Regions from separate parts of the Mus musculus genome. Here region 1 is linked to region 2. A link is a contact called in public Hi-C data. All regions are on one chromosome and are shown on one strand. Each heading gives the region's core, a stretch centred on a gene start, on an enhancer-like site or on the middle of the called end of the contact. The rest is flanking DNA. Distances are from core to core; before and after follow the strand shown. Region 1 overlaps Tanc1 (tetratricopeptide repeat, ankyrin repeat and coiled-coil containing 1). Region 2 overlaps Tanc1 (tetratricopeptide repeat, ankyrin repeat and coiled-coil containing 1).

Region 1 (3,749 bases), core at 1,117-3,616, 120 kb before region 2:
TCCCCCTCCCCCCGCAAAAAAAAAAAAAAGCTGCTGGGAGTCAGTGGTGGCTAGAGAGACAGCTCAGAAGTTAAGGACATTTGTTACTCTTGCAGAGAACCCACATTGAGTTTCCGGCACCACAACTGCCTGCAACTATAGCTCCAGGGCAATCTGATGCTTCTGTGGCTAAATAACACACACACACACACACACATACACACCACACCACACACACAAACACCACACACACAGACACACACACATACCACACACACACAAACACCACACACACACAAACACCACACACACACATACCACACATATACCACACACACAAATACCACACACACACACACACACCACACACACACACACACCACACACACACACAAACACCACACACACACACACACACACACACACACACACACACACACAGGGAGAGGCAGACAAACACACAAAGAGAGACAGAGATGTGGGGGGGGGGGACAGAGAGAAAGAGGGACACAGGAGAGACGGAGAGGGGGAGAAAGAGGAAGGGAGAGAGAGGATAAGAGAGAAAGAGGGATAGAAGGAGGGAGAGGGGTAGGGGCAGGGAGAGGGAAAGGGGAGAGGGCAGAAGGGAGAGGGAGGGAGAGAGGAGAGAGAGGAAGAGAAGGAGAGAGAGAGGGAAAGAGGTGGGAGCAGGGAGAGGAGAGGGGAGAGGAGAGAAGGGAGAGGGAGGGAGAGAAGGGAGAGGGAGGGAGAGAGAGAGGAAGAGAAGGAGGGAGGGAGGGAAAGGGAAAAAGGTGGGGGCAGGGAGAGGGGAGAGGAGAGAATATGAGAATATCTCTTAAACCTGGGTCTTGAGCAGAGACCTGATATACAAGTGGTAAATGTCCCACCTGCTTTCATGTCACAAGCCACAGTCAGAGCACAAGCACACTGAAATACTGTCTAAAGTTACCTCCAGGCCATGTCTTTAGGGTATATAAACCATAAATTAATTTTGTGCTTAGACTTGGGTCCCACCTCTATGATATCTTACTGTACATATTAAGAAATACTGCAAGCACTAAAATCTGACTTCAAGGCACTTCAGCTTAGGTGTAGTCAACTGGTATGAACCAGTTATAAGTAAAAGGGAGAGCCATTAATTTTATGGTGGCCCTGGGAGAAAGATCTGTACCCTTCCTGGAAGGGTCATGTCCCAGTTTTCCGAAGAGACGGAAACAGCCAGTGAGGAGATGGCTCTGCCGTTGGTCCTAGGGCAGGAAAGGAAGCCTGCATCCTTTGAAGTAGCTAAATACAAAGAGCGAGAAGCAGGATCCTGAGAACCTTCTTCCCCTGCGGGTTCTGGGCACTCCATTCCCGAGTGTGGTCACCTATACTTGTCAGAATGCACATTCTCAGACCCACCTTACAAGGGCAATTCTGGGGTACCCACCCATGGGGGGGTTGTAAAATTTATTTTCATTTCATGTACATCGGTGTTTTGACTGCATGTATGTATGTCTGTGTGAGAGTGGAACTGGAGTTGCCATGTGGGTGCTGGGAATTAAACAACACAGTTCCTCTGGAAGAGCAGCCAGCTCTCTTAACTACTGAGCGCCCCCCCCCCCCATAGGTATTGAGACCTTGCCTACTTCCTGAGGAAGCTTACAATCAAGTGAAAAAAGGAGAGAGAGAGCTGCCATGGCACAGTGCTGTCACTAGGGAAAGCATCAGAAAGGAAAACGCACTGCCAGGGATGCACCTGAAGGTGAGGGGAGGAGTCACGGTAGGAAGGCAGAGTCACGGTAGAAAATGCTTGAGGTGAGGGGGCGGAGTCACAGTAGGAAATGCTTGAGGTGAGGGGGCGGAGTCACAGTAGGAAATGCTTGCAGGTGAAGGGGCGGGGTCATGGTAGGAAATGCTTACAGGTGAGGGGGTGGAGTCACAGTAGGAAATGCTTGCAGGTGAGGGGGCGGAGTCACGTTAGAAAATGCTTGCAGGGGAAGGGGCGGGGTCACGCTAGAAAATGCTTAAGAGGTTGAAGGTCTTGTCTTCCCACAGATATTGACTCCCAAGAAGAAAGGGCTTTAAAAAAAAATGCATTTTACTTAATTAAGAAGTAATATGTTCTCAGGAAAAAAAATTAAATTTGCAAATACTTCCTCAAACTTTCATTTAGTACAATGGCTACAGCACACCTAGTTTAAACCCTCTGCCCTTATGTCAGCTAAGAGACATGAAGAGGCAGATGAAGAGCAGGTGTCTCACCCACCTAAGGACCCCTCCCCGTGGGAAGGTGCTGAGTTCCTGCTTCATTCTTCCTCCCCAGCATCCAGGAACGGGTCAGAGCAGAACACTCCTGAGCCTCACTCTCAGTCCCCAGTGTAAGGTAGGAGTAGCCCATCGCCCTTGGCTTTACCTTTGATGTGCATGTGTGCACAGGTACCCCACCACCTCTCAGCATGTATAGGAGCCTTCCTATCCCACACCACAGAGAAATGGCCACACCAAAGAAACACACATATTATTCTTCACCCTCAGAATCATCTGTGTCTCATCTGTGTCAAATCCACCCAACCTCTGGGCACTGACATCAGGGAGAAGAGGGCCTGAGAGATGCAGACTCCAATCACTCTTACAGAGACGTATCTATGAAGGAGTGTTAAGTGGAAAGACTTACAGGTATAATTAGGTTAGAATGAAGATGAATTATAGGGTTTTGGGTTTTTTTTTTTTTAACAGTGTGAGAGCTGGGGAAGTATCTCAATTGGCAAAGTGCCTGGCTAGTGTTCACAACATCCTGAATTCAATCCCCATCACCACATAAAGTGAGATGCAGTGGCCCAAGTCTGTACTCCTAGCACTTTGATGGTAGATGCAGGAGGCTGGAGCGTTCAAGGTCATCCCTGGCTACACAGTGGGCTCAAGGTTTGTCTGGGCTACAGAAAATCCAGTGTAAAGATGGTGGCATCAATTACAGTTAACAAAGCCCTCTCAGCTGAGCTGGATACAGAGACCATCAAAGATTACCTAAGCCCCTCTCAGACAGTGCGCAGACCTTACAGAACAGCGAACACCTTCGACCACACAAAAGGCGCAGCTGCAGACGATGCGGAACCACCTAGCTCCCGTTCTGCTGGCGAGACTACAAAACGTTTAACTGCTTTCGAAAATAGTTGATGCTTTCATACAAATTATATCGTACATACTATATGATCCTGCCAATTCCACTCCTAAGTCCCCTAAGTCCCTCCCCAAGGGAAAGGACACTTGTGCTTATACAAAAGACAGTGTGCTCACAGTTAAAGCAATTTCATTTATCGTCACCCCAAACTGGAAACTACCCAAGTGACTTCCAACTGGCAAATGGACAAGCTGTGGCATATGCATGCAGTGGACTACTTGTGAAACAGGCAGTAAAAGTTTATCGATACCCACTGTGACGTGCATGAGTCCGAAGTGCACCCAGCCAAGAAGCTGGCCTCAAAAGGGTGTGCATTAAACGGCTCTACACATCACATCCTGAAAAGGCAAAGTTCTGGGTTTGGAGAAAGACCATAGGTTTCCAGGGCTTCGGGATGCAGCCGACTATAACAGAACATATGAATATACTGGGACGCAGAACCGCTCTCTGTCTTCATTGTGCCAGCATTTACACAATTCCAATGCATTTGTTGAAGCTGAGGCTCTGTGCTGAGAAATGTCCCTATTTCCTCTTCTCCCTTTCCTTTGGCAAGGGATGTGGACATGTGTGCAGAGTAACTTAGAAAGTTTTCACGAGGCCTTCAGGCAAC
Region 2 (3,455 bases), core at 738-3,237:
ATGAAGTAACCTAGAATTATGCATAATAGCATCACAGGCTGCAGCGCAGGTTATTTTTAAGTTATGCTCTTGGTTTCCAGCTCACCTGATAATGTGCAACATTAATCATCTCTTTACAGTATTTCCTCCAACTCTTTAAAAAATACAAATGTAAAAGAAAACAGCTGAACAGTACAATGGGGCCTGGGAAGGCAAGGCTTTCTCCTGTCCCACATTCTTAACGTTTGGGTAGTCTTATTAATCTTAGTGAATGCTACATTTCTGTTTTAACCACAGGTTTACATGTAAGTACTACTAACACTTCATTCGAGGTGCTGCATCTTAATTCCAAACCATCCTCTCTGTTCCAGCGCTGACTTCTTTTTTCCAATGTGCTTCTAAAGCCTACGGCCAACATCCAACTTCTCCCAAACTCTACCTAGATCCTCGATGGCCAAGATCCAACTTCCCTACCGAGATCCCTCTACTCCTCATGCTCCCAGAGAGGGGTCTATTCTGTTCCTTCACACTGGTGTCCCCCTCACCATTATTTACACAGAGATCTTGACCAGTACTCTAGACAGATCCTTCCTTCTTCCTTCTGTGTACTTATCAATCAATCACTGATTTCATCTTCTCAATCGACCCATGCTTCCCGTTCCCACCCAAGGTCAAGATACTATCTTACCATGCAAGAGTCTGGCTGGCTTCCTGGCCTCCCTTCTCCCTTCCTACCAAGCTAACAGGAAAGAAAATTTGACCGAGTCCTTCCCATTAAGCCTTTCAGAGGTTCCACTACCTACAGAATCAATCAGTTCTTCTTCAGCAAGGTCTCCGAGGCCCACCGATACTCACATCAGGCTCTCTGAGCCCCCATCTCTGGACCACCTTCCTCCTGCAATCTACCCATCCCTCTCAGATTCGTTATAGCTCTAAATATTTCCATCCACTGCTCATGCTGTTGCTTTGGCTACAACCCATCTGTGATGGCTAATCTTAGTTGACAACTTGACACACCTGGGACGAGGGACCCTTAGTTGGGGAATTGTTCTTTATCAGATTGGCCTGTGAGCTTGTCTTTGGGGGCATTTTCTAGATTGCTGATTGATGTAGAAGACCCAGGTTATCACCATTACTAGGCAGGTAGGTTTAGTTTATAATCATCACAAAGAAGTGAATGAGAGTTTTGCCATTGATTTGATAGTAGGGCAACCTGTTAGTGAGGTGGACCACTGCATGGTCATAGTCTGTGACGGTGAGGTTAGTGACTTGGGCCACTGTACTGGCTGGTTTTGTGTGTCAACTTGACACAACCTGGAGTTATCACAGAGAACGGAGTTTCCCTCGAGAAAATGCCTCCATGAGATCCAGCTGTAAGGCATTTTCTCAATTAGTGATCAATGGGGATAGAGCTTAGCCTATTGTGGGTGGTGCCTAGTCCTGGGTTCTATAAGAAAGCAAGCTGAGAAAGCCAGTGGGAAGCAAGCCAGTAAGCAGCACTCCTTCATGGCCTCTACATCAATTCCTGCCTCCAAGTTCCTACCCTGTGTATGGAAGTGTAAGCTGAATAAACCCTTTCCTCCTCAATTTGCTTCTTGGTCATGATGTTTTGTGCAAGAATAGAAACCCTGACTAAGACAGCCACCCAAAGGTGTGTGTGTGTGTGTGTGTGTGTGTGTGTGTGTGTGTGTGTGTGTGTGTACAGAGAAAACAAACTGGGGATGTGTGGCTCCTGTAACCTGCAGTTAAAGCATCACCATCAGGAAAGCTTGGCTGCATCCTTGTCCTCTGACCCCTACAGAACAATCCCCACGCCAGGTGTGTTAGTATGAGATCAAGGCTTTGTGTGAAAGGTGTTCTCAGTTAGGAAGAAAGGATGCTAACACCATTTTTTTTTTTATAAAGCAGCTGAAGGGGACCTGGCGACGTGCCAGTAAGCACCCTTCCTCTGTGGTTTCAGATTCAAGTTCCTGCCCTGTGTTCTCGGCTTTGGCTTCCCTCCACGGTGGCTGTAACCTGTAAAATGAAATAAGCCCTTTCCCCCTCAAGCTGCTTTTAGTCATGGTGTTTATCACAGCAACAGAGAAACAAACTCAGTTCTTAGTCTTTCCAAAGATGGCTTAGGCACAAACTTGTCTTGAAAAGTTTCAAAGAATTGGCAAGCCCTGGCGAGAGGAGCCTCTCCCGTACTCTGCTCCTCAGAGTAGGTCCTGGCACCTAAGCTCCTGCTTGCTCTGTCAGCCCTGCCCACAGATGCACTGCTCTTCCAAAACACAGACCACATCTTCATCCTCGTAGCTCCCAGACTTTCACTCAACTCAATGCTGTTGATTGTACAAGAGCACACCCTATTCCAGGTGTCCTGTGTAAATATTACCTCTCATGAGTTCAATGACACCCCCCTTCTACACGGAGAAACTGAGACTCTAATATTAAGAAACATCTGCCAGGCCATTAAGCAGATGAGGAAACCTGAAGCCAAGTCTCTCTCTACATAACTCCACAATCATTACTCCTTAAGTTTTACTGTTCTCTTGGGTATTTTGGAGCTCTGACTCTAAGGTTCTGAAGGTAAGGATGAGCGCACAACTCTGGGCAACCTAAGGACACTGTGCTCCTCACGCCCAACTGTCAGTCCAAAACCATCTAGAAATGGCAGCGAAACAGACAGCATCTTAGGAACAAATTTTGTAACCAGCCCCCACCCCACAACCATGCTTTAGAATCCCCAAGTAAGGGCTTTGGGGAGGGCTACGGAAAATCCAAAGGGCACACCATCTTAAGCAGCCACGGTAGCCCAGCTTAATCCTACCTGTTAGCTTTCCCCATGTCCCAAATCTGTCTCCCCACAGCCTAACTGCACAGCATCTCTAGGCCCTCACTCCTCACCACCACGGACCTTTGAACCAAAACCCATAGGGAGTTACAAGTTGATCCCTTCTGCAGAGACAGAGCAATCCCTGCAAATAATCACTGGGGAGCCCGTGACAGAAACAGATAGGGCTAAGAACACAAAATGAGTATCACAGGGGTGGAGGTGAGGGTCAAGGAGCTAGGAGCTGAGAAGTCCAGTCAAGGAGACACAAAGTAGTAATGGCATTTACCCAAAGTGGGCAGAGAAGGCTCATCTCTCTCCCCAACACAAGAATCATGAACAAGAAACTAATCTGATCTGCGAGAATTAACGCAAAGCTTGCTGGCTACGAGAACCAAAGAAGCAAAAACTACTGTGAGCAGCCAGACTCTGACAAAAGACAAAAACCAAAAAAATCCAAACCCACCTTCTATTCCATGCAGCCAGAGCCACACCCAACTCAGAGATTTCCTCCCAACTCTGGAGAGTCCCAGGAGGCAGACAAGGAAAAGCAGCACACAGTCAGCACGATACCCACTGCAGGCATAGTAACAGGCCCCCAGTGTCCCAGGGCAGATATTCAAGCTCAGCCACCTCCCACCATTAACCTGAAGTCTAGGAC

The links. Hi-C and Micro-C count contacts between places; a contact is called where the count stands out from the background.
Region 1: a contact with region 2 is called in a Hi-C map of the P5424 cell line, with 4 times the contacts expected there. The contact joins two enhancer-like sites. A contact is called at or near these places in 2 of 15 datasets of contacts at CTCF or cohesin (embryonic stem cells and pro-B cells), 12 of 484 Hi-C or Micro-C datasets (the N1E-115 cell line, the P5424 cell line, brown adipocytes and 4 more), 10 of 115 datasets of contacts at active chromatin or transcription factors (cardiomyocytes, embryonic stem cells and epiblast stem cells) and 4 of 9 other capture datasets (adipose tissue, embryonic stem cells, liver and 1 more).

What each region holds. Positions count from the first base shown.
Region 1 is chr2:59,747,603-59,751,351 of GRCm38.p6, reverse strand. All of the region lies in intron 4 of Tanc1 (tetratricopeptide repeat, ankyrin repeat and coiled-coil containing 1), which reads right to left. Among named protein-coding and RNA genes, the nearest start is that of Wdsub1, 130 kb to the left of the region's middle. Within about 2 kb of position 2,366, at least 26 of the 459 cell types and tissues checked have an H3K27ac peak or open chromatin away from gene starts, as enhancers often do. A contact at or near this core is called in the P5424 cell line, where this site is marked.
Region 2 is chr2:59,630,068-59,633,522 of GRCm38.p6, reverse strand. The region is part of intron 1 of Tanc1 (tetratricopeptide repeat, ankyrin repeat and coiled-coil containing 1); the gene reads right to left. Among named protein-coding and RNA genes, the nearest start is that of Tanc1, 20 kb to the right of the region's middle. Within about 2 kb of position 1,987, at least 68 of the 459 cell types and tissues checked have an H3K27ac peak or open chromatin away from gene starts, as enhancers often do. A contact at or near this core is called in the P5424 cell line, where this site is marked.